7 separate regions of the Mus musculus genome follow, and all the other regions are linked to region 7. The links are chromatin contacts, called in public Hi-C, HiCAR-type and promoter capture Hi-C maps. All regions are on one chromosome and are shown on one strand. The core of a region is the stretch at or near the end of the contact, and the rest is flanking DNA. Distances in the headings are between cores, read along the strand shown.

Region 1 (3,821 bases), core at 857-3,356, 1.9 Mb after region 7:
CTATTTGACATTAACAAGAAAGTAAAATTATTTAACACTTAACTTTATAAAAAGGCAATGGTAGAGAACTACCTGCCGAGTATGATTAAATTTGTTCCTTTTAACTTTAAATAAAAGTAATCAAGAAATTGTTCGCATTTCCAATAGATTATTATAAAACAGAAGTGACTGTCTCAAACTGAATGCAACCTTCTCCTAAGAGTTCATGAAAAACCACAGAAAGTACTTCCCAAAATTTGCCAAGAGCACTTTTGTCTCCTTTTCCTGTAACCATCAAAGTCTCCTAGTCTTTTCCAGCATAAGGAAGAAACTGTCGAAACTTTTAGATGTGCTTTTCAATAAAAGATAAATGTATAAACACATCCAAAGGGGACCAGCAGGCGAGAAGGACCGGCAACAGAATGCTGACTAGCGTGTGTCAGGCCCTACGTTCAAGCCCCAGGACTGTCGTTCCCGCCCTGCCCCAGTCATCTTTTACAAATAATCTTCAAAGAACAATCAATAGTTGGAGGGAGTCAAAAAGAAAAAAATGTGGTGCTCGCTTTGGTTACCTGGTGATGACTGTTCCACCTTCTTAGCGATTTTAAAGCAAAAATATACTTCCTTTTTGAAAAGCAATTAACTTTACAACACTTAACACACTCATGTCAATATTTTTTTTTAACTCAATGCTAGGACCCTTGTGCAAGATTGCTAGATGATACACCACTGACCTCCGTCACCAGCCCAAGGGTTTTTCCTACCCCTGTGTTCAAAAATGAATCTTTTCCTCGATACAGGTGAGGGAGAGGTACTCTCTGACTCAACTCATGCTCGAAGTTCTAAAATTTAACTTTCCAAGAGAGAACTTTGAGTTTCCTTTCTCAGTTGTTATTATCCACGTTTAGCTGTGGGCAGTCAATTCTTGTTGTTTTAAGACCTGATTGGAAACTGTACTAGTGAGGGGTTGCGGATGTCTGTTGACCCTAATGTCTGCACTCCTTATTTGCACTAGCCGGATGAAAACAATGTCAGAAGAATGCTACATAGGTGTTTTCTTAAGGTACAAGCTGTCTCTATGCCGTTTTGACTTTTCATTAACTGTGCTTACTAGTGAAGTGGAATGAAGGCTCTGTGACGCCAAGTGGTTACTCTATTAGCTTGACTGTTCCCCTGATCCTTCATCGAAACCAAATCCCACACAAATCGCTTACCTTGTATAACATGCTCTGGTGAAATTGTCTTCTTTTCTGACTTGTTACAAATCTCGTTGGCTTCAGAAGATATAAGGTGAATGAATTCCGTGCAGCAGTTCACTACCAGCTCTCGGGCATCGTTGGCCACCCGGACATTAGGAAGAGTCTCTTTGATCATCTTATTTATAGCAGCTCTGGGGATAGTGAGATCATCGTCGTTGCCAGACGAGGAAGCCATCGTATCTTCCTGTCTTTCAAGCCCCAACTTTTAAACTCCTCGCCTCTGGTCCACCACTCCACGAAGATTTCTCAACAGGCTGTCCCTGGAGAGGGATGTTGGGGTCCGGGAAGCTCAGAGAAGAGAGTGCAGAAACCAGGAAGGAGGGCTGGAGGGCAGGGAACACCCACTGTGTGAGAGATTTTAGTGGGAATATGAAGGAAAGGTCAGGGGGCTGAGGGTTCTAGGGACACCACTCCCAGGGCTGGAGAACCACCCTGCGTGTCGCCTCAAACGGACTGGCGCTGTCGTCTAACCGAACCTAAACGGCACGGGAGCGCACGCAAGACAGAGGAATACCCGCCCGGCCGCGGTCCCGGGCGGACACTGAGCAGGGTCAGCTCTACAGAGCCGGAGCCCCCGAGGACGCCGCCACCAGCAGCGGTTGCAGCCGCCTCGGCCAAACCATCCTTCAGGCACCCGCGCCGCCGCCTCACAACATGTCTGCCGAAGCCGCAGCTGAGCGCACGCCGGCTGCCTGGGAAACCAAGTGGACCGGGCCGAACACTGCGGGAGCCGCAGCGGCCAAGCGTGTGGCCGAGAGCAGGCTGTGCGAGCAGGAGCGGCGCTAACGGTGGTCTCTCTACGGGCCGGGGAAGGAGGTTTGCCGCAAGCTGATCCCGGCACGCTTTGCGCCACCGGAAGTCGAACTCCCCAGGTCCCACCCGCCCTCCTCGATGGATTTCCGTGTGCACGCCCCGCCCCTACCCCCTCCCGGACGGGCGGGAGCCGCGGGGCTTGGCAGCCCGCAGCTTCCGCCTGCCGCTCCCCCACGCACGGCGACCCGGCGTCTCCTCCGTCGGGCCCTGGAGCTCGCTTGCTCTGCGGGCAGAAGGGCCCGCGGAGGGCCACGTGGCAGGGGAGCCCTGGTCCTTACTAAAGAACTTCCTTTTCCTATCTCCTTAGCTGTCGGGATTAGGGCGCGGAGTGAAAAGAGCAGAGTGGGGAGGACAGGCCTTTACAACTACTTCACAGCATTCAGATCAGAGCTCCCTGTTCTCATTTGTGAGAAAGAAATGAAGCCTTCAAAGAAGTGGCTGTCCTCGGTACCACAAGTGGCTAAGTCAGGAAACTGGTAGTCTGATCTAAAGTAATGAAAATGTTTGGCATACCATGAGCTATGGCCCTCTGCATACTTGCTTTTGAAAGGAAGACAAGAAAAAAAAAAGGTTTATCTTATGAGAGTCCGATATCTGCTTCGTTCCAAGTGATTACTAATAACTAGTGCCACGTTCATCACAGAAATCACTTTTTTTTTTTTTTAAGATAAGCTCAGCTGGGCGACAGTGGCTCACGCCTTTAATCCCAGCACTTAGGACACGACACTCAGGCAGGCAAATCAAGTTCCAGGACAGCCAGGGCAATACAGAAAAAACCTGTCTCAACACACGCAAATCCTCACATACTGTCACATTAATTAATAGTGGAAAGTTGTAACTTTTGAAAGGACTAAGCCAGTTAAATCTACGTGCACAGTTTAGTTCATCGTGTTCTTTGTTGATAGACTGGCAGCTGGACTGTGGCAATGCTTTAAGATGTCTGGTTTCCAGGAGACTATCATTGTCAACCATCCCCTCCTACCCACCTTACTAGATGCAGCTTCAGCACTGAGCTAGAACACCAGCCTTGAGTTAATTTTTTCATTCAACATTTTCTCCAAAATGCTTGCTGGGAACTAAATATTCTTCATTATATCAGTGCTAGTAAGTTCAATCTTTGATTATAAAGAACAAGTTTCTTCTTCAAAATAAGTAAATTTTGGTTCAGATGTATAAAGACCTAGATAAAATATTAAAATCTAGATGGAATGTTAAGTCCTAGGTAACTGTTACCTGGTTAGCCTGCCATTTTGTGCTATTACTATATTATAAGCAAACTTTCTCATATGGGAGTCATGTCTACAGAGTGCTTCTGAGTTCTCCCAAGCCACTGTCTAAATTGTTTATACCTGCAACCCCAGCTTTTCTTTATTTTATTTTATTTTATTTTATTTTTGCTTTTTGAGACATGGTTTCTCTGTGTACCCCTGGCTGTCCCGGAACTCTATAAACCAGGCTGGCCTCAAACTCAGAGAGACTTGCCTGCCTCTGCCTCCCAAGTGCTGGGATTAAAGGTCTTGGCCACTGCAAATGAGTTCAACTCCAGGTTTGAAGTACAGTATTTTTAACTTTAAAAGTTCACAAGATTTTAAAGATGAAAAAGAAGTATAAAAACATAAAGGAAAATGTCAGTAAAGACTTTACACATTTAAAGGACTATTGTAAATGAAGTCACATGGGAAAATGGTACAGAGAAATATTTCTGGAAAATCAAACTAGTAGGAGTCAGAAATGGTGGCACCCAGCTGCAATGCCTGCATTGGGGAAGAT
Region 2 (3,596 bases), core at 482-2,981, 1.7 Mb after region 7:
AATCCATACTCCCCTTGGTACCCACCCCTCAATCCACACTCCCCTTGGTACCCACCCCTCAATCCACACTCCCCTTGGACCCCCAAAGACACTTGCAGTTCTGGAAGCTTGAGCTGCTAAGGAGTCAGGTTTATTTTAAGATTTAATGAGGGAAACCTGTTTGATCACATAAGTTATCTAACCAGTTGCTCAAGATCAGGGAAGGGAGGGGGCTCAATGTGTAGATGACCATGAGGGGTGAGGAAGTTTACTTGGTGCCTTGTAGGTTAGCATGCCTTTGCAGCTTCCTTGGGGAGCAGTGAGTTGGCAGGAGGGCAGGAATCTCACTGTGGCTCAGGTAGGGATGGGAGTGAGGAACGTCTCAAAGGCAAGGTAAGAGTATGTGGAGCACCTGTGGCACATGGCCTGGGTAATTCTCGTCTCAGTTTAGGAACATTTCTAGGATTCTAACAGAGAAGAACTAGGGCTTTGACTCCAGATCAAATGTAGGCAAAGTTCCAGAGCCTAGGGCAATGGTTCCTCTTCTGATGGCCCCGGAGAGCTGGGTACCTATTATGAGTCCTGCAGTTTTCATTGCTGCATTTTATCCACTTTATATTCATAATTATGTTCTCTTTATAAGTATGGACTATAAAGAGTCAGGAAAAGATACCCCATCCCTACAGACTGTGTACCTTTCCAAGCCCTGGTGCAATGCAAAACTGAGGAGGCTGGTTCAATCAACAGCCTTAGGAAGATTTCAAGTCACTATGGGGCATTGGGGTAAAGCCAGCCATTCAGTGGGTGGCTACAATCTATACTATGACAGATGTACACAAAGATGCTTGCCAATAGACACAGCTGATAATCACCTTGTCTCCATCTTGCCCCATCCCAGGCCAATGATGCTCAACTTTCCTAATGCTGTGACCCTTTAATACAGCTCCTTATGTGACCCTCCCCATACATAACATTATTTTCATTGCTACTTTATAACTGTAATCTTGCTACTGTTATGGGTCATAATGTAAATACTTTTGGAGATAAGTGTTTGCCAAAGGGATCACAAAGGGTTGGTCTAGACCGACATGGCTGCTAGAGAGGTACCCACTCTGGGGACATGGACTGCAGAAAGGTAAGTTTGGCAATCTGGGTGCTCCATGGTCAGTCTCTATGAGGCCTGAAAAGGAGGTCAATAGGACTCAGGATCTGTAGTCCTGAGAGTGTGGGCAGGGAGATGCAGGGGTTAGCCTCATTTGGATGAACATTACCTGTAAAGCCCAATGGAAATTAGGAGCTCTGGGCGAGAAAACACTGGTCGGAGGACATATGTGTCCAATGCCGGAAATTGCAGGAAAGCCCTGGAAGGTTGCTGACCTCTCAGGAAGGGCCAATACAAGTTCTGTAATCTCATGCCCAAACCCACCGCACCCAATGGGCCGCTGGAGTCGGCCAGGTGTGCTCGTCTGTTCCAAGAGATAAAGGGATTGTTTGCGTGCTCCAGTCCACAACAGGTGGGCGACAGATTCCAGGGCTGGTCAGTCATTACACGCCGGTGCTGAAGTAACGAGGCTCTGTGTCACCACCCTTTTGAAGCCAGCTTACACTAACAGCCTAGACTTCCTACCTGGAGAGTAGTAACCAGCCCCGTGGGAACGCTCGGCTATCCTCCAGTCGCTAGGGGGCAGCGCTTTCACTGCGGCGCATGCGCCTTTCTGGCTTCAGGAGGCGGCTTTCATTCTCTGTCTTCCGCCTCAGTTGAGCTTCCGGCGCGAAGGTCACGGACAAAATGGTGCCCCCGGTTCAGGTCTCTCCACTCATCAAGGTGAATCCTCATCCCCGTTGTTGCGCGGTGCTCAAAGCTCCTCTATGCCCCCTTTCCCCTCCCCTCCCGTGACTTAGCATTGCCCACCCTTGGGACTGCTGGCTGTGGTCTCGAGCAATCCCGGCCCTGCAACCCTTGCACACACACCCGCCCCGTACTCCCTCTCCCAGTACTCCTCGATGTCCGACCCCTGCGATCCCCTTGTTCCCTCGGTGTGCCTTCTACTATAATGTTTTCTTCTGCAGTTCGGCCGGTACTCCGCTCTGATCATCGGCATGGCATACGGCGCCAAGCGCTACAGTGAGTTTGGGGACCGGGAGAACGGGATTCCGGGTGAAAGGCTGTGTGACACTGCTCGAGCCTGCAGTTCCTTGGGAGGGAGATGATGCCAGGCCCTAGAGGGGGGCAGGTGGGAACAGCTATCTGGAGATTTTGGAGTCGGCTTTTTCACGAAGCAGCATTTTCAGAGAAGTTAATTGCTTCCACTCCCCCCCAGGTTACCTAAAACCCCGGGCAGAGGAGGAGAGGAGAATAGCAGCGGAGGAAAAGAAGAGACTAGATGAGTTGAAACGGATTGAGAGAGAACTGGCGGAAGGTATGGCTTTTAGCCTCTCCCAACACCCCCGAGTTTTCTGGAAGTAGCTGCTGCTTAGTGGACCAGGGGCTGCCTCTCATCCCATGACTGTTTTGTCCAGTGCTGTCCTCCGTGGAGCCCAGTGGAGTGTGAGAGGCATACTGCCCCTTCTCTTGGGTAGCATCTGCAAATTGCCTTTCGAGAGGTTACTGCTGAGCAGGCTCTCTGACCCCTCTGTGTTGACTTCCTGTGGATTCCAGTCAGATGGAGAAGGCAGTTGGGGATGCAAAGGATGGTTTTAGTAATGAAGTTAGGGTTCTCTTGGAATTAGATTCTTGATTGTTTAAAGCCCAAGTCCCCGTAAGGTGGCCCAAGTCTGTATAATGTTTGACATGGTCTCTTCTCACTTTTCAGCTCAAGATGACAGCATTCTCAAGTGAGGCGTCAGCGAGCTTGCTTTTCTCTAGTCGTTGAGAACGAATAAAGCTTCATTGTGTGATGCTGTGGCTTCCTCTCTCTTTACTGTTTGCTTCTAGGTACCGGCTCTGTGGTTGCATCCTGGCTTTTCCTTGGGTAGGGAGGGTCGGGGGTGGGGTGCAGTGGGTGGAGTTTCAAAGGAATTAATGATCATTACCAGACACACAGACAAAGCGAGAAGTGCTGGGGCATGTGAAGGTGCAGTGGTAAGGCCAAATTAGGGCTCCAGGGATGCCGGGGTAATCCCTGGAGTGGCCTAGCCTCCTGGAAGCAGCTTGCTCTGCTCTGATCTGCACTCTTCTGCTTATGTCAGCAGCTCGGGCCCAGTACAGGAGGATGGGTGTTGATGCCTTCACAATAACGTGGGTCTTGTGCCCCCAACTGATAATTCTTCTCTAGTTCTTAGAAAGTGACCTAAAGCTGAACTATTCAAGGAGGCCTGGACGACTAGGCCCTTGTGTCCAGCTGGGGTGCTAGTTAGTTCTTGTCAACTTGACACAAACTAGACACCCGGGAAGAGGGAGCCTCTGTTGAGGACTTGTCTATCAGATTGGCTTGTGGACATGTCTGTGGAGCATTTTCTTAATTGATGGTTAATTTGTGGAAGTGCCCAGCCCAGTGGGCAGATGGTCCTATAAGAAAGCAGTGTTCTTCCGTGATTCCTGGCTCTTGCTTCTGCTCGACTGACGGAGACTTTGTAAACCAAATAGAGCAAACCCTCCAGGTTGCTCTTGGTTACGG
Region 3 (3,739 bases), core at 889-3,388, 1.6 Mb after region 7:
TCAAGCCCAAGCAACTGCCATCTCCCAGGGTTCTCTCACTCAAACTTGAGACTGTCACTCTCCTTGCCTGTTTCCCTCAGCAGAGTCTGGGAATGGCATTGTACTGTACTCTGAGGACTTGGAAGGTGATGCCAGGAGTGTGAAGGTCAAATACAAAAGTCATCACTGCCTATATATCAAAACCAGCCTGTAACACATGAGAACCTCTTTGAAAACAACAACCCAATAAATAAATAAATAAATACCAAAACAACACATATACAAAATTAAACTAGGGAACTGGAGAGATGATTCGATAGTTAAGATCACTGGCTGCACTTTCAGAGGACCCAGGTTTGATTTCCAGTGCCCACATGGTAACTCACAACTATCTGTAACTCCAGTCCCAGGGGGATCCAACACTCTTTCCTGGATGCTGTGGGCACCAGATGCACATGTGGTCCACAGACATGCAGACAAACACCCATACAGGAGGGAGGGAAAAAAAGCTAGGACAGAGAAACAAAGAGAGATACACTGAGACATAAAAACAAGAACAGCAGATATAGAGACGATAGAGAGACAAAGGTAGACACAGGAAGGCAGAGACAGCCAGAGACAGAGGAAGTAAAAGTGGAAGCCCACTAGTCCTAGGGTCCTTTGCCTCTAATAATCTCAGCTGGGCTCAGGACTATGAATGGATTAGGTTGGCCTGCTTTGTCTCAAGAGGTTAACCCAGGGTCTTCTATGGGATTGCTGACAGAAGGTCAGGTCCATCTGGTGGCGTGGCGGGGAGAAGAAAAGCAGGTGAGAAGTAATGAGTCTGTCTTGCTGTGGCCCTTGCTTTTGCTAGCTACTATAGACTCCGAAAACACAGAATGAGCCAGACTGGGCACATCTGTGTGCAGGTGACCCCATTCCACAGGACATCAGTCCTGGGCCTGAACAAGGCTCTGGGCATCAACCAACCTTACCATGAGTGTGGTGGGTGAACTGAGATGGACAGTGCCAGTAGGAAGGGCACTGGGAGACTTAACTCTTCTGTGTCTGATGTGAGTCATGCCCAACTTCCTAAATGATCCTCTCCTCCTAGGCATATGCCTGTGTGCAGTGCAGGCACTTCACCAGTGGGATCAGACAGTATCCTTAACTCCAGGGCCCCAGGCTGAAGTCAGGGCAGAAGGTGTGGGGCTTAACACTTTCTCTTCTTGTCTCCACTCCAGCTCCGTTCCTGGTCTCTTCTACTTTGAATCTGCTAGGTCAAAGGAACAAAAACTGATAAAAGCAAGTCTGGAATGGACCCTCCCTTACTCCCCACCCCTAGCCCTCGAATTCAAGCCACCAAGCACCCTGGGGCAGCTTTGGAATGTTGGTGAAGGGGGAATACTCATGAGGCAAGAAGTTTCACTGAATTGGGTGAAGGTCAAGAACAACCTAATCCTTAAGAATGACTCAGCCAGGAGGAACATTAACAGTTAAAGCAATGGCCATCAGCACTAGACTCTGCGGGTCAGGAATTACCACCTGGCTAGCCAGAATAAAAAACAGCTTAGGTGTCCCCACATGCTCTGACTTCTGCGAAGACGATTGCCTCACAGAAGCCCCCCAGGATAACTGCAGGGATACCAGGCCAACCTTGTGGCCACTGGGCTCTGCAGTGCAGCTGCCGCAGAGTTGAAATCCCGGTGCCAGGGGAAGGGGCGGCCTAGAGGCGGGGCTGTGGCTGTCTCCCAGGAGCCCCCGCCCATCCATGTCCGCAGTGACCTTCAGGCGTCCCTGACTGACTGGGGTTTCTATCCCACCAAAGCCACATTTGGCGGCTCTGCACACCGGAGAAGCCTGGATGTGTGGGCCTATCTTGCTCGATCGGGGGTCTCGGGCTGTGCTCGCCTTCTCCCGCCCTGCCAGCAAAGAGCAAAGAAACCCGGTCAGGAGCAAACGTGGTTGGTAGATTAGGGATGGTGACCCCATCCCTGCATTCTCCCAGCGTTTCAGGAGGGCGCTTCAGTAGGACTTCAGGAGGGTCTCCAAGCCGGTGTGGAGAGAGTGGCCCAGGCCAAAGAGGGGCCCCTAATGCAGCTGTCGCGCGCGCCAGGCCAGGATCTGGGAACCGGGGGCGCGGCTGCCCCCCCTACCTCCGCCGAGCCCCGCCCTCCTCGTCATGCGGGACGCGGGCGGGGGCGCCTCTGAGTGACGCGCCCTCCTCGCGGTGTCCTTCAGCCGCCGCAGCAGCACAGAGCGCCACATGGACCCCGCCGGCCTGAGAGCGCGCTGCTGTTGATCGTCCACCTTGGAAGGTAACCGGCGCCCTAGCAGCCAGTCCGACCTTAACCGGCTCCCTCCTTTCCCCTTCCCAGCCCAGTTTTCTTCCCGACTCCTGGGCTTCCCTTTCTGGATCCCCGCTTTCTAGCCGTGGGTCTCCTACCCATATCCTAGGTTCCCCTACTCTTGGTTCCTTGTCTTTCAGACCCAAGGTTGCTCAGCCTGAAAGGCGCTGTCCATCGTGAGGTGCTGAAACGGCCCTTGATTCCCTTTCCCATAGGCATCTTTTTTCTTTCTTTCTTTCTTTCTTCTTTCCCTGGCGCGCTCCGGCCTGAGGCCGTGCTCCGGTCGGGCACCTCGCCCAGCAAAGCAAAGGGTGCGGCGGCCGCGAGAGAACGGGATGCCTTGGTCTTTGCGGAATCTCCGCAGCGTCCTAGCCTCTCTACAGCTGGCCCTGCGGAGCCCCCATCCCCCGATTCCCGGAAACAGAGAGAAGTTTAGAAGGCAATTGGCTTTGCTGCAAAGGCATCCCTGAACCCCTAGCTTCTCGGACACTCTTCCTGCCTGGCACCCCTTCGGGTCTCATTCCGCAGAGAGAAACCTGTGAAACACTGGATCCCTCAGGACCAGGTTCCCTGATAGGAAAGACTCTACAAAGAGGGATGTCTTTGCAGCTGTTGGCATTACAGAAAGCACCTTTCTAAATGCTGCTGGCACTTTAGTCCACGCTGGGCATTCTGACTTGGGTTGCCCTACCCCATGCAGAAGCAGGAGTGGGTCATCTGTTTCCCCTCCCACTGGAAGACGGGGACTCCATCCAGGGCCAGTTCTGCTGTGGGCCTCCAGAGTCTCTCTAGAGACAGATATAGTTGAGACTAGTCAGAAGTCATAAGGACCTTTCCTGAGGGACATTCATGGACTTGTCTCTCCAATTCTTCCCCAGAGGGACCCCTGCCCCACAGCTCCAAAACTGCCAAGGAGGCTGAGCAGCCAGAACCTGGGTGCTACAGCGGAGCATTGACCTTCAAATGCCCCCTGGGCTCCACCCCCGCTTGAGGAGGCTGGCGCCAGTCTCCAGTAACTGGTGGCCCCAGGTTGTGAGCTGCAGTGGCATCTAAAAGCTTCCTTCAGAAACCCCAGAAGAAGCAAGATAACTGTTGGTTTGGCTGGGCTCTGAACCCTGCCATCCTGGTCTGGGTGTGGGAACAAAGCCTCTCACCCTAGACTCTTGGGATAGTGGAGAGGAGAGCAAGGAGTAGATGAGGGTCTCAGGAAAGGTTGGTCAGGGTACCTATGACCACCTACTCTCTCTAGGCAGAAGACCCTGACCACACTTGAATGTGAAATCTGACCCCGGGAGTGGCTCCTGAGGAACCAAGCCATCACCATGGAGTTCGTGATGAAACAAGCCCTGGGAGGTAGGAGGTGGGCAAGGGGGGGGGCGCATGGGTTTGGGCCTCCAGCGATACACAGACACCTGATACTCAGAGAGACATGT
Region 4 (3,934 bases), core at 1,186-3,685, 1.5 Mb after region 7:
AGGAACCCTAGAAAAACCACAGGTTCACAATGGCATCACTCACTAAGAAGCTAAAGAATCACTTTCCATGTGTGTGCCTGGTGGCCATAAAGGCCAGAAGATAATCTTGAAACTGGAGTTATAGAAGGTTTTAAGCTGTTGGGAGGTGGTGGCGCACCTTTAATCCCAGCACTTGGGAGGCAGAGGCAGGAGGATTTCTGAGTTCGAGGCCAGCCTGGTCTACAAAGTGAGTTCCAGGAAGAAGAAGGAGGAGGAGGAGGAGGAGGAGGAGGAGGAGGAGGAGGAGGAGGAGGAGGAGGAGGAGATGATGGAGGAGTGATTGGGAATCAAATCTGGATCTTTTGTAACAGAGCGAAACCCAAAAGTAGCTTATTCTACAGTTGAGCTGTTATTTCCTTATTAGTGATAAGAGGGGAAGTATTGCAAGATATTTAATCAAACTGTAAACCCTGAGACTGTGTTATTTACTGAACAAATCTTTTTTTAGTTATGATGTGGCTTAGCCCTTAGCACACATCTTTAATTCCAAACAATGAAGGTAAAGTTAGTTTATAGAAGGAAGCACCCATGTTTGAAAATGATGTCTGATTAAATGGCAAAGTGGTAAATCAGAGAATGATTTGACAGAATAGGACTGCCCACATCTCACAAGAAGAGAGAGGAAAGGAAAGCTATTTAAGAGAGAGCAGGAGAGAGGGGAGAGGAAGAGAGGAAGAGGGGAAGAGCAAGCAAGCAAGCAAACAATTTTACTGGGAGAGTTTTACAGAGAGAACAATTTAGGCATAGGTAAAGACAGAATGAGCCAGAGAATGAGAAGGAGTTAGAAGAGTAGAATAGATTGCTGGAGTTAGTTTGAGGTCAAGCAGGGCAAAAAGTCAGAGGCCGAGAGAGAAGCCATACTGAATCAGTCAGCTTGGAGAGGAATTTGAGCCAGATCAGCAGAGTTGAGCAGCCAGCAAGAGTTCATGAAGCATAAGAAAGGGTGAGCTTATTTGACAGTAAGTCTCAGAGACAAAAAACATTCTAGACCTAGTTTAGATTGTACTAGAAACTTCCAGGACTTGTTAAGAAGACTACTAAGGAAACTGAAGAGATGGCTCAGAGATTAAGAGCATTTGTTTTTTTGTAGAAGACCCTAGATCTATTTCTAGTACCTTCATGGCAGCTCAAAAACATCTGTAACTCCAGTTCCAGGAAATCCAGTTTTCTATTCTGACCTCCTCTGACACCAGGCACAGACAAAATGTAAGCAAATCAATCATACTGATAAAATAAAATAAATATATATTTTTTTAAAAGACAGAGCCTCTCTACATAGCCTCAGTTATCCTAGAACTCACTAGATAGACCAGGATGTCCTCATACACACAGAGCTCTCTCGTCGCTGTTTCCTTCCCTTGATGCACTCTGTGGCTACTGGGAATAGGCTAGAGGCCAGGAACTTTTTGGATCACCATTCCAGTAGTGTTTCCCCAACTCCAAAACAGAGTCGGCCTATAGAAGCAGGGCCCTTGAGGGCTGCTGACAATAGAGGCAGAATGACTCCTAGGTCCAAAGTCATAGGCATTGTCTGGACAACACAAAGCTATGGTTACTGTGGATGGCCTTCCCTTGCATGCAGGTACTCAAAGACCTGGGAACACAGTGGGAGAAAGTTTTGCCATGGTGTGTGTGAGGGTGTGTGTGTGTGTGTGTGTGCGCGCGCGCGCGCGCGCGTAGAATTAGGGGTTAAAGGAGCTTGTGGAAGTCCCACTGAATGTTTCCATATAGCTTCTCCTATGCTTATACGAGCAAAGGCCTCATATATCTAGTATCCTGTGTGGAGAATCTGGCGCTGGAGGTCAGAACAAATCCTCTTGGGCCACCATGCCCCTCTGTCTAGTCCAGAGGCCCCGCCTTTGGCAGGACGGCACCGCCCCTCAGGAGGCCCTCTCCAGTCTGGCCCCGCCCACGTGAGCCTGCGCGTTAGGTAGCGCAGTCGGAAGCCGGGAGCGGGCTCTGCCGAGGGCCCTCTCTACACCGCGGACCTGGCTTTATCGTGCGCTTGGAGCTGGGGCGCTCGGGTTGTGGATGGCGGCGGCAGCCGAGCCCGGTGCCCGGACCTGGCCGGGCAGTGGTTCCCCACGTCTTGGCAGCCCGGCCGGCAGTCCAGTGCTGGGCATCTCGGGCCGCACACGCCCGGGGTCAGGGCCGGAGCGGACTAGCAGAGCTATTGGCTCCGCAGCACCTGGCCACAGCTTTCGCAAGGTGACACTCACCAAGCCTACCTTCTGCCACCTCTGCTCGGACTTCATCTGGGGACTGGCTGGCTTCCTGTGCGATGGTGAGAGTCCACCCCGCGTCCTAAGGCCGCTCCCAGGAGCCGATGCCCTCCTTCCCGGGACACTGCCCTGACCTTTGAGACCTGTCCCTCTTGGCAGTGGGTGGGCACAGAGACAGACTCTGGTTTGAGTAGGACTTTCCTATGGAGGTGACACCCTGCTTTTAAGGTCAGGAAGGAGGGGTACCCTGGGTCTGGCCTCTCTTGACCTGAGATCTCAGGATTTCCTAGTGGGAGGTGGAGACCGAGTCGCCATAGTGCAGTGCTGTTGTTGTAATGCAAAGGCGCTGTAAGAGGCAAGGTGTGTGCTGAGGCAGTTGTTGGGCCTGGGCATAGAGATATGAAGGTAAGACTGAGACTTGGGGCAATGGGGCTCCCACTAGTGACCCGTGTCAGTGACTGGGGCAGCAGGAGTGGCTGGCTGTGGGTCCTGGGCATTCTTGTCCCGAGTGCATGCTGATGCACAGAGGGATTTAATGCTGCTCTGTTCAGGCTCAACTGCTTGGAGAGCTAGGCCCAGCCTTCTTTACAGTTGTGGCATGTCCCAGCACAGCTCCCACCCAGCTGCCAAGCCGGCTGGGCAGGACAGAGGATGGCACCTCTTTCTCAGCTCTCCAGGTAATTCCATGACTGCCCCTCTTTTTATTCTTACTCTTGTGAAGAGGCAGCTTCACAAGAAGCTGAGACCCAAATCTGTGGGGGACATCTGGGCCTTTGACAGTGTCACCTGACCAGGGTCCGAAGGTGGGAGCAATGAACCTGCCCTATTTGGGGAACACTAGTGTGCTCTGGGCAGGATCACTGAGGCCATAGCTCCTCACAGAGGCGTGTCTTCTGCTAGTGAGGATGGCAAGGTTGTCATGGGATCTCAGGGCTAGTAGTGACATAGGAGTGGTCACCTGTTTTTCTCTGTCCTATCTGCCCTCTTAAAATATCAGAGTCCCACTGAGATGGAGGCTGTGAGGTATACACTGACTTAGCTGCATATCTGAAGCTATGCCCCAGGCCGTACAAAGGTGGCCTAGGCAGGATGGTCCTCTGACTCACTTTATGGCTGAAAGTCATAGAAGGCATAGTTTGAAGTCTAAGTCTATTCTGGGAAGGTAAAGGTAGTGGAGGCAAACCCACAGATAGGAGGCTAGACCTAGGATCTCTGCAGAACTGAGAGATAATGAAAGTAGGATTTGAATCCAAGGAACCCCTCACAGATTTGACCCCTGAGCCTAGGTCTGTGGAATCAGGAAACCTAAGCAAACTCCTCATGTATAGCAGCCCAAGGTTCTGTTACCCAGAAGAGGGTGCAGAGCCCCTTCTAAGCAGCGTTGTTGTAGCTGTCCTCACAAGGGTATGGGCAGGAGCCTTCCACCTGCAGGAACATAAGACGGTCTCAGCCTACAGGGAAGGCAGCTGGCAAGACCTTTTGAGGTGGAGAAAATTGAGAGCCTGGGAAGATTCCTGTTAGGTCATTACTTAGTCATCCGCTTTTCTCCTAGCATCCTTCAAGCAGAGCATCCCATGGAAAACTTTTGTCTCTTTCTAAGAATGAGGTGTCTGGGGTCTCAGCAGGAGGGAAGCAGCAGCTGGGGCCCTCTGGATAGGCTCTGGCTTCTCAGG
Region 5 (3,480 bases), core at 272-2,771, 1.5 Mb after region 7:
AGGTGGGATCACGAGAGACCACAAGATGCAGTTCCAGTTAAAATGGTCTTGGAATGGCATCTACTACAATGCCATAAAATTGATCTATAATTACATGATTTAGAAATTTCCACTTGTCCTAGGTCATGCCAGCAAGAGTTTATGGTGTCAAGTTTCACTATACGCTGTAGTGAATTGTTCATGATGTTTCTCATGATGTTTTAGGTCTCTTGAAGGCTACCAAGCCTCCAATTCCCTACTTTTTCCTTTTGCTTTCAGATTTATTTTCCTTCTAAATAATGAGATCTGAAGCCACCAAAAAATAAAAAATCCCTTCAACTTCATTCCAGTAATAACATAAAGTTACCTGCAACTGCAAGCCGTAGCTACTTCCTCCTCCCTGCATCTTATAAGTGATTCTCTTATAGAAAGGTGCCATTTCTATACCAACACTACATATCCTCTATCTGGATGTGACTTGACTGTCCTACTATTCTGAGACAGTACTCCTCTCCACTATACTGGAAAGACTTCACTCTTTCCCATTGGCTTTAGGCTGCTCAAGTCTCCCATCTAAGATCATGTTAACACCACACTGCCCTTTCAGCTCCCACACTCTTCTTCACAAATCTCCTCAGTTACCTACAGGTACCATCTCTACTTCATCAGTTCTTTATTCCTCCAGGTGTTATCCAAAGCTTCCACTTCACCATTTCTAGGAAACTACTGTCTCACCTACCACGTACCTCACTGTATACTAATGATAATCTTTCATTTCTTTTCTACTTGACTTTTTAAAGAGCAGGTAGCGCCCCCCCCCCCCCCAAGGCGTATTTAATAGCATACAATCCTGGGACAGTTAAGATGTTGATTTGGGCTTAAGGATCCATTTTTCAGTCCAAAAGCACAAACTCTACCCAAGGCTCTGCAACTTCATATGGCTTCAGAAACCTCGGAGGTACAGAGACGAGTGGGGAATCCCATGACTTTGCCTCACCTGAGATGGACAGCTCTAAGTGTTTGACATCACACGGGATTCTGCGTCCAGTGCTGCCAGGTGACTTTTGTATACACGTTGTGAAGCTTTCTCCCGCCCCCTTTTAAAACTACGTTTTTCGGTCTTAATTCTAGCAACTAGTTCATCCTCCCCCAAACCTGTGTGGACCAAAACATAAGTGTCTGTGGCTCATAGGCTGGCTGCTTGTCTGCAAGATACCCTCCTCTCCTAAACCGGGCATTAGGGACACTTAGGGTGGGCTCCAGGCCTCGCTTTACCTTGAGGCGTCAGGCGCGAGCGGCGGGCTCTGGGGCGGTCCGCAGCGCGCGCCCAACGTCCCGCGACGCTCTAGCCACCTAGGCTGGACCTGGGCCAGCGGAAGCAACCAGATGAGGTTAGGGTCAGATGGCGACAGCCCTACCTCCGTGCCTCCTAGGAGCTTGAGGTCCGTAGGATCGCACCCTCTGCGCCTGCGCCTGCTGCTGCTGCTGGCTCTGCAGAAACACGCGCCCTTCCGCCTGCTGCGTCAGGGCGGGGCCGCAGCGTCGGGACGCAACTCGCTCTCTGATTTACGTCACGGCGCGGGCGGAAGATGGCCGGGTTGTTCGCCCGCAGCTGCTAACCCGGCAGTGCGGAGCTGGAGCCTGGCTCCCGCTGCCGCGGAGCGGCCGACGCCATGTCGCTGCTGCAGTCTGCGCTGGACTTCCTGGCGGGCCCTGGTTCTCTTGGCGGAGCTGCGGGCCGTGATCAGAGTGACTTCGTGGGGCAGACAGTGGAGCTGGGCGAGCTGCGTCTGCGGGTGCGGCGGGTCCTGGCCGAGGGTGAGGCGTAAGGCGTCGCCAGGCCGCGGGAGGCAGGAGCAGCCCAGGAGGGTCGCTGCTGGGGTGTGGTTCGAGTCAGGGCGCGTGACGGTCACCGCTTTAAGCAGGGGCAGCAAGGAGGATCGTGTCCAGGGTGTGAATCAAGTCTGAGACCTAGAGAGTCACGACTGAGGTGTGGGTCAGATCAGGGCCGCAGGGAGTCATCTCTCCGGGCAGGGTCTGCGGGAAAAGACACTGCTGGGATGTAAATCAGGCCATCGCTATGAAGGGCCACTGCTGGGGTGTGAATCAGGTCGGAGAAGGGTCTTGCCAGGAAGAGAGACCACAGGGGCTTGTGGGTTAAGGCCTTTGGTGGTGATTGCAGAGGATAGACTGCTTCGGGTTGCACACTTACTTCCTGGTGGGTAGAGTTAGTAGTACAAGGGTCATGCTAGCAGGTGGTTATCCAGTAAAGGAGGCTTGGGTCTGGAAGGACCACCTCTGCTTAGGGTCAAAGCTGTATCTGGGGCATATACAGAAAGATTCAAAGGTGGAGTCAGGTCAGAAGGTGAGCACAGTCACTCTGGGGTCATAAGCTGTTATTCATTGTATCATATCCAGCGTTGTTGTTGCATCCCGAGGACTGTCTTGAGATGGCAGTGTTTGTGCTGCTGAGTTCTGGGGCCTGTAGAGTCTTCCCTTGCTTGATGAGGTAGAGGATAGACTGGGGCCCTACAGTCTTGTTTTCTTTTATAGCCTAAGTGCCTCACCTATTGAGTTTTTTCTGTAGTGACCTCGTATAAGGTACAGGAAACAGAGCCCGTAGCTGTAACCTTTAAGAACCTTGCTTGAGCCGGGCGTGGTGGCACCCGCCTTTAATCCCAGCACTGGGGAGGCAGAGGCAGGCGGATTTCTGAGTTCAAGTCCAGCCTGGTCTACAGAGAGAGTTCCAGGACAGCCAGGGCAATACAGAGAAACCCTGTCTCGAAAAACAAACAAACAAAAAGAACCTTGTTTGATAGACAGTTCCATAGTTCTGTGTCTTGAGGTCAGTCTGAGTTTGTAGCTTCCTCACACAGGCTCTGTAGTCAGCTTGTGTGATGGAATCGTGTTTTCTCTTTTATGATTTTTTTTTTTTTAAGATTTACTTTTTTAAAAAACTGGTGTTTTGCCTGCCTCCATCACTGGACAGTATCTATGTGTACTGCCTGCTGAGACCAGAAGAGGACATTGGATCCCCTGGAAATGTAGTTAGAGACAGTCGTTAACCTCTGTATGGTTGCTAGGAATCCAGTGTTGCTCTTCTCCTCTGCAAGAGAATAAATCTTCTTCAGGCACTCACTGTGCCTTTTTATTATTATTATTATTATTAATTTGTTTATTTTGTTCATCAGTATCTAGGAGTATGCCAGATCTCAGGTTCAGGGAGAAGAGTGGCCTGACTCAGGTCTGAAGTAGCTCTCAGGATTGGAGAGTCATCTTGTTAAGGTTGTCCATGACAATTGTGATTGGTAGGAGCAGGGAACTTGTTTAACATTCTTTCTTTACTATGGAAACGCAGAGGTGATGTTTTGATAGTAGCTTGTCATGCTTATTCTCCACTGCGATTGTGCATAGATTTGGATGTGATTTTAGTAGAAGACCTGTGGTGCTTTTCCCGCCAGAGATGAGTTTAGGACCTCCACTAACAGTCTGATATGTGAT
Region 6 (3,721 bases), core at 238-2,737, 1.9 Mb after region 7:
CTGCCCAGCAACACTGACAACACTGAAATATTTCCCATGTTATTAAAACAGGGTCTCCAAGTCGGTTAAATAATCGCTCTAAACCTTCAAAAGAGCCAAGTCATGATTCATAAAATTTAACCAAGTTAAATTTACCTTGATTCGAGGCATAGTAACTGTGGGTGGCTTTGCCTCAGCCACAAAGCTATGAGATGCTCCTTTTTCTACCAGATACGTTGTGTAGGGCATATACTTCACACCTTTCGACCCAAACACAAAATCATCTCTTAATGCATCTATCAACACAATAACCACTTTACTGAAGAGAGGTGGTGGCAGCTTGGTCCAGTTCGAACGGACTCCTAAAAGTATTTAGAAAAGGGGAAATTAAATTTTAAACTCCATTCAGCACTCCATTGCCTTCAATGTCTTTTTCCTTTGTTCTTCTAGCACACATCAAATCTATTTCAACCTGAAAGAAGGCCCATTTTGGGTAGCCAGTGTTGTGTTAATTTTCTAAGAAACCAAACAAGACAACTGTGAAGGTTCCTTCAAGGGTTGTAACCAGCCTGCAGGTGACTACCAAGAAGGGCATCTCCTGGCTAGGCTGGACAGTATGTTAACAATGAGTAGGTATCCCAGGAATGTGTAGTGCACTACTCTTAGCAAGGTGAAGAGTCCAGGACAGGGCCACTTCTACCTAAGAGACATACAGTTGGAAACTGTGCCTCCCTGAGCTTGCCCTAAAGCCTAGTCTTGCAGGCAGTGAACCTATGGGTTTACATGTCCAGTGGCTGTGATTATATGGACCTGTTTCACTGCAGCGGAGTGGGTATCAGGTGTTTATTTCTGTGTTGGTGAGGCTACTAGGGTGCTAATGCAGAGAGGCCCTAAGCACTGAGGGCCGGGAGGTCTTCTGGGGGAGAGTTGTAGAAAACTGGAGGAGATCTGAAGAAACATCACCTGTTATGCCCTATGGGTCCAAAACTGGAAACCTAAATTGGTAGTGATTGAAAGGATTATTAGGAAAAGGGGTACGAATCACTGAACAGCGGCAAACAAGACGCAAAGTCGGAGTTACTCTGGGAATCCTCTGATTATCACATAGGTCGACATGGGGCGGGAGGCTGCGAATGCCTCGAAGGTGTATGATACACAAACAACACTAAAACAATACAAATTGTTTCCGTGGTGGGGCAGAATGAAAGCGGGAACCACCGAGATGGGGGCGGGGGGCTATACCTGCTACGGGTTCGGGCGCTGGGGTCTCTGCATCGTGCTCTGGTCTAGCAGAGGAACGAACAGGAGCTGGGAAGAATCCCCGAATAAATATCGCGACCCCGATCACCTCAATCGCTACGCAGCTGGCAGCGAAGGCCCCGGAGCCCAGCCGCATTCTGCCCTGCCGCTGGGCCGGTCGGCCCGAAACTTAGTGTAACAGCGGGCGTTGCAAACCCGCACCCAGAGCCCACACCCGGACTGTCAAGAGCTCCCTCCCAGCCTGCCTCGCCAGCCCCAGCGCACAGGAAGTACGTCAGAGTGGCGAGTGCCCGCGGTCGCTCCCTGACGACGTTCCCCGCGGACCGGCCCCGGGGTGATTCTCCCGGGAGTCCCTGCCTCCTCCCGAACCCAAAGGTCCACGGAATCCCCGGCTGATCCATTCGGGAGCCTCGCTTCCGGTGCCACCGAGAGTCCCCGCACCTGCCCCGCCATCTCAGGATTCCAAGTTTGTGCGCCTTGAGCCAGGCGCATCTAGCGCTGCCCAGTGTCGGTGCAGTATTTAGCTGCTGGTGTTTCTGGTGTATTATTAGTCCTACTCACTTCCTCCTGGTGTTATGGCCCCAGTTTTCTGACAGGACGACTCTGACAGACTCGGGTCTGGGGCAAGCCTGCAGATTAAGCGATCCTGATGCGATTGGCAATCAGTGAGTGTGCTCCCCTTCTTTGGAAAGCTGTCCTCTGGAAGGAACCTCTAAACCGTAGGGGGCCACGTGTTTGGTAGGCAAGGTCTTTCCGCTCTAGATGCGGGAATTTTCCCGGGCTCATGCAATGAGACAGAAGCCGGTCTTTGAACAGAGTCCACCCCAGCCTTGTCTTCCTTTGTGCACACTCATTCTCCTTGCGGACCTTGCTTCTGTAAGTCAAAAGACCCAAACCCCTTCTCACGAACTCTGTTTTTCTAGGAAGCCAAGAACAAGATAGAGGTTTTGCTGCTGTTAAGTTGTATGAATTCCTTAATATCTTGGATAGCAACCTTTATATTTGATTTGTAAGCTAAATTTTCATCTAGTTCATGTTTTTTTTTTTTCAGTTTACCATAATCACACGTACTTTTTTTTTTTTTTGGTGGTAATTCTCTGTGAATTTGGTGTTATATGTTTAAGGGGGAAAAAAAGCATCAGTTTTGGTGAAGTTTCTTCTCACCTTTTTCTTATAGGAGTTTTATAGCTTCAGATATTAAATTTTAGTGGTTAACCCATTTTTACTTGATATTTCTGTATGTATAAAGGAAGGGTCCAGTTCCATTCTTCTGCATGTTTACCCAACATGAGTGGTGTTAAAAATATTATGTCATGGATCTCTGTGACTTCCAGGCAAGTTCCAGGACAGCAGCTACATAGAGAAACCCTGTCTGGGGGAGGGGGGAAGGGAATAAAAATAAACAAACAAATAAATTGTGTGTGTGTGTGTGTAGCCTTTGAATTTATCAGTGATTAGTTAATGACATAGTTTATTAATTAGGTGTTTTTATGACAATACCACACTGTCTTATTAAATCAAAATATCAGTAAGACAGTACCACAGGAATATACATGCATGTGCACATAAAATATCAGTAAAGTACATGTAGCAAGTCCTGACAAATGAACGTAGAAATAGGAAATAGAAGAACACTGTTTAGACACTTTAATATCCTAGTGTTGATAATGGACAGAACAACTAAGCAGAAGAGAAAAACAAAACAAAACACAGAAGACACGAACTCTATTGTCCCGCTAGACTACCAACTGCAGTGTGTACATTATTCCTCATTTCACATAAACATGAACTTCTATGAACAAAAGTTCCTGAAAGAATACCACCTTACACTTAACTTCCTACAAGAATGATTAACCAATTAAAACTTCAGACTATATAGTTTGAAGTGTTACATGTTGTCTTAGGGTTTCTATTGCTGTTATAAAACACCATGACCAAAACATCTTTGGGAGCAAAAGGCTTATTTGGCTTAAATATCCTGGGTCACAGTTTGTCTTAGTCAATGTTCTATTGCTGTGAAGAGACACCATGACCACAACTCTTATAAAAGGAAAACATTTAATTGGGGTTGCCTTACATTCAGAGGTTTAGTCCACTATCCTCTTCTCAGATCCTTGACTCTAGCTTGTGTCAAGTTGAGGAAAAAACAAAAACAAAGCCCAACCAGGATAATTGACCCTTGACAACTTGGTATGCAAATAAATTATTCAACTCTGTTCCTTTATTTTTTTTATCCCTAAGATCTCATATAATACTAATAATATATGACATAAGTAACTTTAAAACTCAGGGGTTTTATTTATTTTTAAGATTTATTTTATGTATGTGAATGCACTGTCACTCTCTTCAGACAGATCAGAAGAGGGTATCAGTTGTGAGCCACCATGTGGTTGCTGGGAATTGAACTCAGGACCTCTGGAAGAGCAATCAGTGCTCTTAACTACAGCCATCTCTCCAGTCCCAAACTCATGCAGTTTTAACG
Region 7 (3,775 bases), core at 57-2,556:
CCAGATTTGTGTCTGTGTTCATACGCACAGTTGTGTGGAGGGCAGAGGACAACTGAAGAGTGGATGCTTTCCTTCCACCACAGGGCTCCCAGGGAACTCAGGTCATCAGACTCTATAACATTCAACCACTCAGAAGTCTTTCCGATCTGCTTTTGGATTTTTTAGACAGAATATTGCTATGTAGCATGGGCCTCAAGCTGGCTGAGGTCTTCCTGTCTTGACTTCCCAAGAGCTGGTATAACAGACATGTGCCACCCTATCCAGGCTTTTCCTTTTCTTTCCATTCAAGGTACACTGTATCTGAGTCATTAACGGACTATAAAAGTCAGGCGGCATTTGTAAATGGTTTACAGTGTCCTACTGACAATAAAATACAAACTTCTTAGCCTCGACCGGAGACCACTTTAATTGGGTTCCTACTTATGTCTGTACCCCTCACATGCTGTGTCTTTTTTCATTATCTGGCTATATCATGCATCCAGAAGTACAACTGACTCTCCATAGGGTCTCTACACTTCTTGTTCACTTTTCTTGAGACATTCCTCTCAATAATTTTGCACAAACGATTCTTGTCATGGAGGCCTGTCTTGACTCAAAGGTAAACTCTTCCGAAGGTTGCACAAACCTAATCCTCTCAACTGTTTTGAGTTGTCAGTATACCTCCACCAGAAAGTGATGAAAACAGAGACCAAAACACTACTGTATCCTGGGACCTTTTACAAACAGGGCCTCTTTTTCTATAAACATTCAGTAAGCGCCCGTGGGAAGGTGGTAAGCTGTTCGCCTAGCTCTCTCTGGTCACTGACTCCACTGACCATGTTCAGCAAACACCTCTGAGCACCAGAATCAAAACAACCTAAGTCCCCCACGCACTGTACGACTTGCCACCATGTCACGTTCGTCATCAACTGCAAAAGGAGCAGACTTCAAACACGCTGACCCAACCAAGCAGCAGTAGCAACGCTCTCAGGGCAGACCGCATTCCGTGGGTGCAGAAGCAGTCTCTGCATTTACTGACAACCCAGCTGCGAGGCAGGTTTCCAACCCCACGGAGTAAAAGCAAAAACTGACTTGAGCTGACCGCGGCTGACCCAAAGTCTGCGCGACCCTCACCGGACTCTGCATCCGCCTTGCCCCTGTACGCCTCTCTGGGCGCGGCCAGGGTTGCCCCAACAGTTCCTCCACGGTCCTCTGCCACAAGGTCCCGACCCTCCTCAGTAATAGCCCCCAAAACCCTCACCGGTTCCGGCCCAACCCTGCGGCTCCGGTAGGACGTGGCTGTGCAAGGGGCGGGGCGCAACAGGGTACCAGTCTCGGGCAACCCCCCGGAAACAAACGGTCCGCGAGGTCTTCGTTCCGGAAGAGAGGCTGCCCTCAGCGGCCAGTAGCCACTTTCAAATTGGGGTTGGTATGGATCTCCGGACAGATTGAGATATCCTTCAGAAAGTGGACTTAAAATTTTGTGTGCCTTCCCTTCAGAGGAACAACTTCCAGCCTAAGAGACGAAATCAGGACAACCCTCCCCCCCCCCCCAAAAAAAGAAAAACGCTTCCGGTGGTAGTGACGTTGGACTCGCCACGCTCCCGCCCCTCGCGGCCTTCTGACTGGTGGGTATGACGATCCACGTGGCCACGCCCCCGGGGCGTGGCTTCCCCGCCAGACACCGCCTCCACCACAGTTCTGACAACTTGTTCCTAAGTGTTTGTCAGTCTTGTTTGTATTATTGCCAGTGTTATACATGGCCGGACACTGCGCCACGCGACTGCATTGCCAGCCACGAGGAAGTCTGACAAGTATCACAAGCTCGAGGACTGACTGGACTATAAAGTGGGACTTGTCTTAAAAGGTAAAAAGACGTCTGCGGTGTAGTTCAGAACTCTTGGGTTCAGTCTCTAGTATGTGAAGATAGGAAAGGAGAGGAAGTTCTCACAACACAATATTAAACTATTGCCACTGCTACATGGGGAAAATGCTAAGTATACATTTTGTTTTCAGTGCTCGAGATTGTATCCTGGGCCTTGAACATGTCTAGTAACCTCCCCACCTCCAAGCTACATTTCCAACCCCAAATAAAAATGACCAAAGCTTTACAAAGATATAATTTACATGCTGTAAAGTTTGCTCCTGTTTACGATTTTATCATTATTTCTGTTTCTGAGTGTCCTTGCCTGTACATTTCATACCAATAGGGTTCATATACTGTATAGCTTTGAGTTCTTTTTCAAATTGTATCCATGTTGTACATCTTTTAGTGCTTCGTTCTTATTGCTAATATCCTATTGTTTGGATATTTCCCTTTTGTTTCTGCTCATCAGTCAATGAACAAATTTGAAGGGTCTTGAGGTAGACAAAAGGACTGACAGGGTCCCAGCTTTATATGTCCAGGGGTTGATGGGGGAACCTGCTGTATCTACTGAGGACTGTTGTGTGCCAAGGACTTTGCCAGATGCTGTCTGCTTTCAGGAAACTTACTTCTTGGAGGGAAATAGTAAAAAACAGACATACAAGAGAGTAGATGATGTCAGAGCTGAATAAAGAGACAGGTGGGTAGACATTCTGCAATCTTATGGATTATTGAGAAAGGACCTCTCTGAACCTGGTGAGTGGCTCAGCAAGCAAGGTCACTTGCAGCATAAGACTGGCAATTTGAAGCTTATATAGTGGTGGAAGAAGTGAACCAACTCTACAAGTTGGCCTCTAATCTCAACGTGTGCACTTTAATACACTCACCATATATATTTACACATATCACATACATACACAATAATAATTTTTTAAAAAAAATGTAGAGACATCTCATCAATCTGAGTCAATTTCTAAAGAAAACATAGCTGTGGAAAGATGCTTCAAACCTGCCCGAGAGGTTTGAGCATGATGAAGATCTAGGAGAGTGTTAAATACGAGTAGCACGAGGAGGGGAGATCGGTGTGAGCCTAGAGAATGGCCACATAGGGTCTGTGACAATGGAAAGGCAGATCTTTCAAAGATGTCAAAGGCTACAGTGATCAGAGTTAAGTACTGGCTCAGGCACAAACTCTGGCTGTGGGAACAGAGCTCATTCTTGTCACGTAGAATGCAGTTGCTCTTCGAGAGAAGAAGGATGATGCCTGGGTTTTGACCCGAGTCACAAGGTCATAAAATTTTCTGAGATGCTGAAGACCATGAAGGCGGGCTTTCATGGTATGTGTGGGTGGTGTGACAGCATCTACTTTGGAGTTTCAAGAAACTTTGAGATGTCAGAAAGACAAGTCATACACTATCCAGTCACAGGCATAAGGATATTGCATACTTCAGGGAGCTTCTGGAGTCTGTTACTCTCAGAGAGGACAATCTTTTGTGCAGTGTACGGAAGCTTCACCTGTCAATAAAAGATTGATAGCCTATGAGCTTAGGCAGGAAATAGGGAGGTGGAAGTTCCTGTAAAGAGAGAGGATCTGGAAGAGAGTCTAAGGCTTGGGAGAAATTTTCCTGGAACTCTTGATGATTGTCTCATGAACCCTGAGGAGAGATAAACAAGCCATGTCACAGGACTTGGAATAGAACAAATGGGTTAAGTTATGAGTTAGTTGGGGAACAGGTCCAAGCTTTTGGTCTAGGCATTTATTCATATATAACTCAGTCTCAGTTGTGATTTTGGGGAACTTGAGCGCCGGGTGAAAAGGCCCGTGGTAACAGTAGACTAGGAAGTGTTTTAAGTCCCAGTGTTTATTCCCTTTGACTTTAATATAAGCTACGGGGCTATATGTTCTGTGACATTTACACTAATGTCTGTTTA

The links. Promoter capture Hi-C pulls out the DNA fragments that hold promoters and counts their contacts. Hi-C and Micro-C count contacts between places; a contact is called where the count stands out from the background. HiCAR-type assays count read pairs that join an accessible place to other places. Capture Hi-C pulls out chosen DNA fragments and counts their contacts.
Region 1: a contact with region 7 is called in a Hi-C map of uterus, with 5 times the contacts expected there. The contact joins the promoter of Dr1 here to the promoter of Golga3 in region 7. A contact is called at or near these places in 2 of 39 promoter capture datasets (cranial neural crest and liver) and 1 of 484 Hi-C or Micro-C datasets (uterus).
Region 2: a contact with region 7 is called in a promoter capture Hi-C map of liver, with 8 times the contacts expected there. The contact joins the promoter of Atp5k here to the promoter of Golga3 in region 7. A contact is called at or near these places in 10 of 39 promoter capture datasets (the C10 cell line, cranial neural crest, frontonasal cranial neural crest and 6 more) and 4 of 115 datasets of contacts at active chromatin or transcription factors (astrocytes, forebrain, large pre-B cells and 1 more).
Region 3: a contact with region 7 is called in a HiCAR-type map of astrocytes, with 6 times the contacts expected there. The contact joins the promoter of Cplx1 here to the promoter of Golga3 in region 7. A contact is called at or near these places in 4 of 39 promoter capture datasets (cranial neural crest, frontonasal cranial neural crest, hippocampal neurons and 1 more) and 2 of 115 datasets of contacts at active chromatin or transcription factors (astrocytes and embryonic forebrain).
Region 4: a contact with region 7 is called in a promoter capture Hi-C map of second pharyngeal arch cranial neural crest. The contact joins the promoter of Idua here to the promoter of Golga3 in region 7. A contact is called at or near these places in 11 of 39 promoter capture datasets (the 3T3-L1 cell line, the C10 cell line, the SN4741 cell line and 7 more), 3 of 115 datasets of contacts at active chromatin or transcription factors (astrocytes, pancreatic cancer cells and stem cell-derived neural progenitor cells) and 3 of 9 other capture datasets (adipose tissue, embryonic stem cells and liver).
Region 5: a contact with region 7 is called in a promoter capture Hi-C map of adipose tissue, with 4 times the contacts expected there. The contact joins the promoter of Gak here to the promoter of Golga3 in region 7. A contact is called at or near these places in 10 of 39 promoter capture datasets (the 3T3-L1 cell line, cranial neural crest, frontonasal cranial neural crest and 6 more), 1 of 484 Hi-C or Micro-C datasets (liver), 5 of 115 datasets of contacts at active chromatin or transcription factors (the NIH/3T3 cell line, astrocytes, embryonic forebrain and 1 more) and 3 of 9 other capture datasets (adipose tissue, liver and pancreatic islet).
Region 6: a contact with region 7 is called in a HiCAR-type map of astrocytes, with 5 times the contacts expected there. The contact joins the promoter of Pigg here to the promoter of Golga3 in region 7. A contact is called at or near these places in 3 of 39 promoter capture datasets (hippocampal neurons and liver) and 3 of 115 datasets of contacts at active chromatin or transcription factors (astrocytes, cardiomyocytes and pro-B cells).

Annotation. Positions count from the first base shown.
Region 1 is chr5:108,267,182-108,271,002 of GRCm38.p6, reverse strand. Dr1 (down-regulator of transcription 1) reads right to left here and starts at 2,106. Exons shown (of 3, transcript NM_026106.4): 1 at 1,194-2,106. The coding sequence starts at 1,413.
Region 2 is chr5:108,432,534-108,436,129 of GRCm38.p6, reverse strand. Atp5k (ATP synthase, H+ transporting, mitochondrial F1F0 complex, subunit E) reads left to right here and starts at 1,731. Exons shown (of 4, transcript NM_007507.3): 1 at 1,731-1,804; 2 at 2,050-2,104; 3 at 2,301-2,399; 4 at 2,793-2,884. The coding sequence starts at 1,769. The coding sequence ends at 2,818. It overlaps Gm34319 (a long non-coding RNA gene), which reads right to left and starts at 1,729. Exons shown (of 3, transcript XR_003955776.1): 1 at 1,607-1,729.
Region 3 is chr5:108,548,426-108,552,164 of GRCm38.p6, reverse strand. It overlaps Cplx1 (complexin 1), which reads left to right and starts at 2,138. Exons shown (of 4, transcript NM_007756.3): 1 at 2,138-2,276; 2 at 3,556-3,659. The coding sequence starts at 3,629.
Region 4 is chr5:108,658,832-108,662,765 of GRCm38.p6, reverse strand. It overlaps Idua (iduronidase, alpha-L), which reads right to left and starts at 2,435. Exons shown (of 15, transcript NM_008325.4): 1 at 2,268-2,435. It overlaps Dgkq (diacylglycerol kinase, theta), which reads left to right and starts at 1,936. Exons shown (of 23, transcript NM_199011.2): 1 at 1,936-2,323. The coding sequence starts at 2,071.
Region 5 is chr5:108,627,818-108,631,297 of GRCm38.p6, reverse strand. Gak (cyclin G associated kinase) reads left to right here and starts at 1,521. Exons shown (of 28, transcript NM_153569.2): 1 at 1,521-1,797. The coding sequence starts at 1,653. Tmem175 (transmembrane protein 175) reads right to left here and starts at 1,488. Exons shown (of 11, transcript NM_001163532.1): 1 at 1,398-1,488.
Region 6 is chr5:108,310,579-108,314,299 of GRCm38.p6, reverse strand. Pigg (phosphatidylinositol glycan anchor biosynthesis, class G) reads right to left here and starts at 1,487. Exons shown (of 13, transcript NM_001310689.2): 1 at 1,222-1,487; 2 at 136-341. The coding sequence starts at 1,375.
Region 7 is chr5:110,174,388-110,178,162 of GRCm38.p6, reverse strand. It overlaps Golga3 (golgi autoantigen, golgin subfamily a, 3), which reads right to left and starts at 1,306. Exons shown (of 24, transcript NM_001347389.2): 1 at 1,241-1,306. Gm15787 (predicted gene 15787) reads left to right here and starts at 1,659. Exons shown (of 3, transcript NR_040431.1): 1 at 1,659-1,846.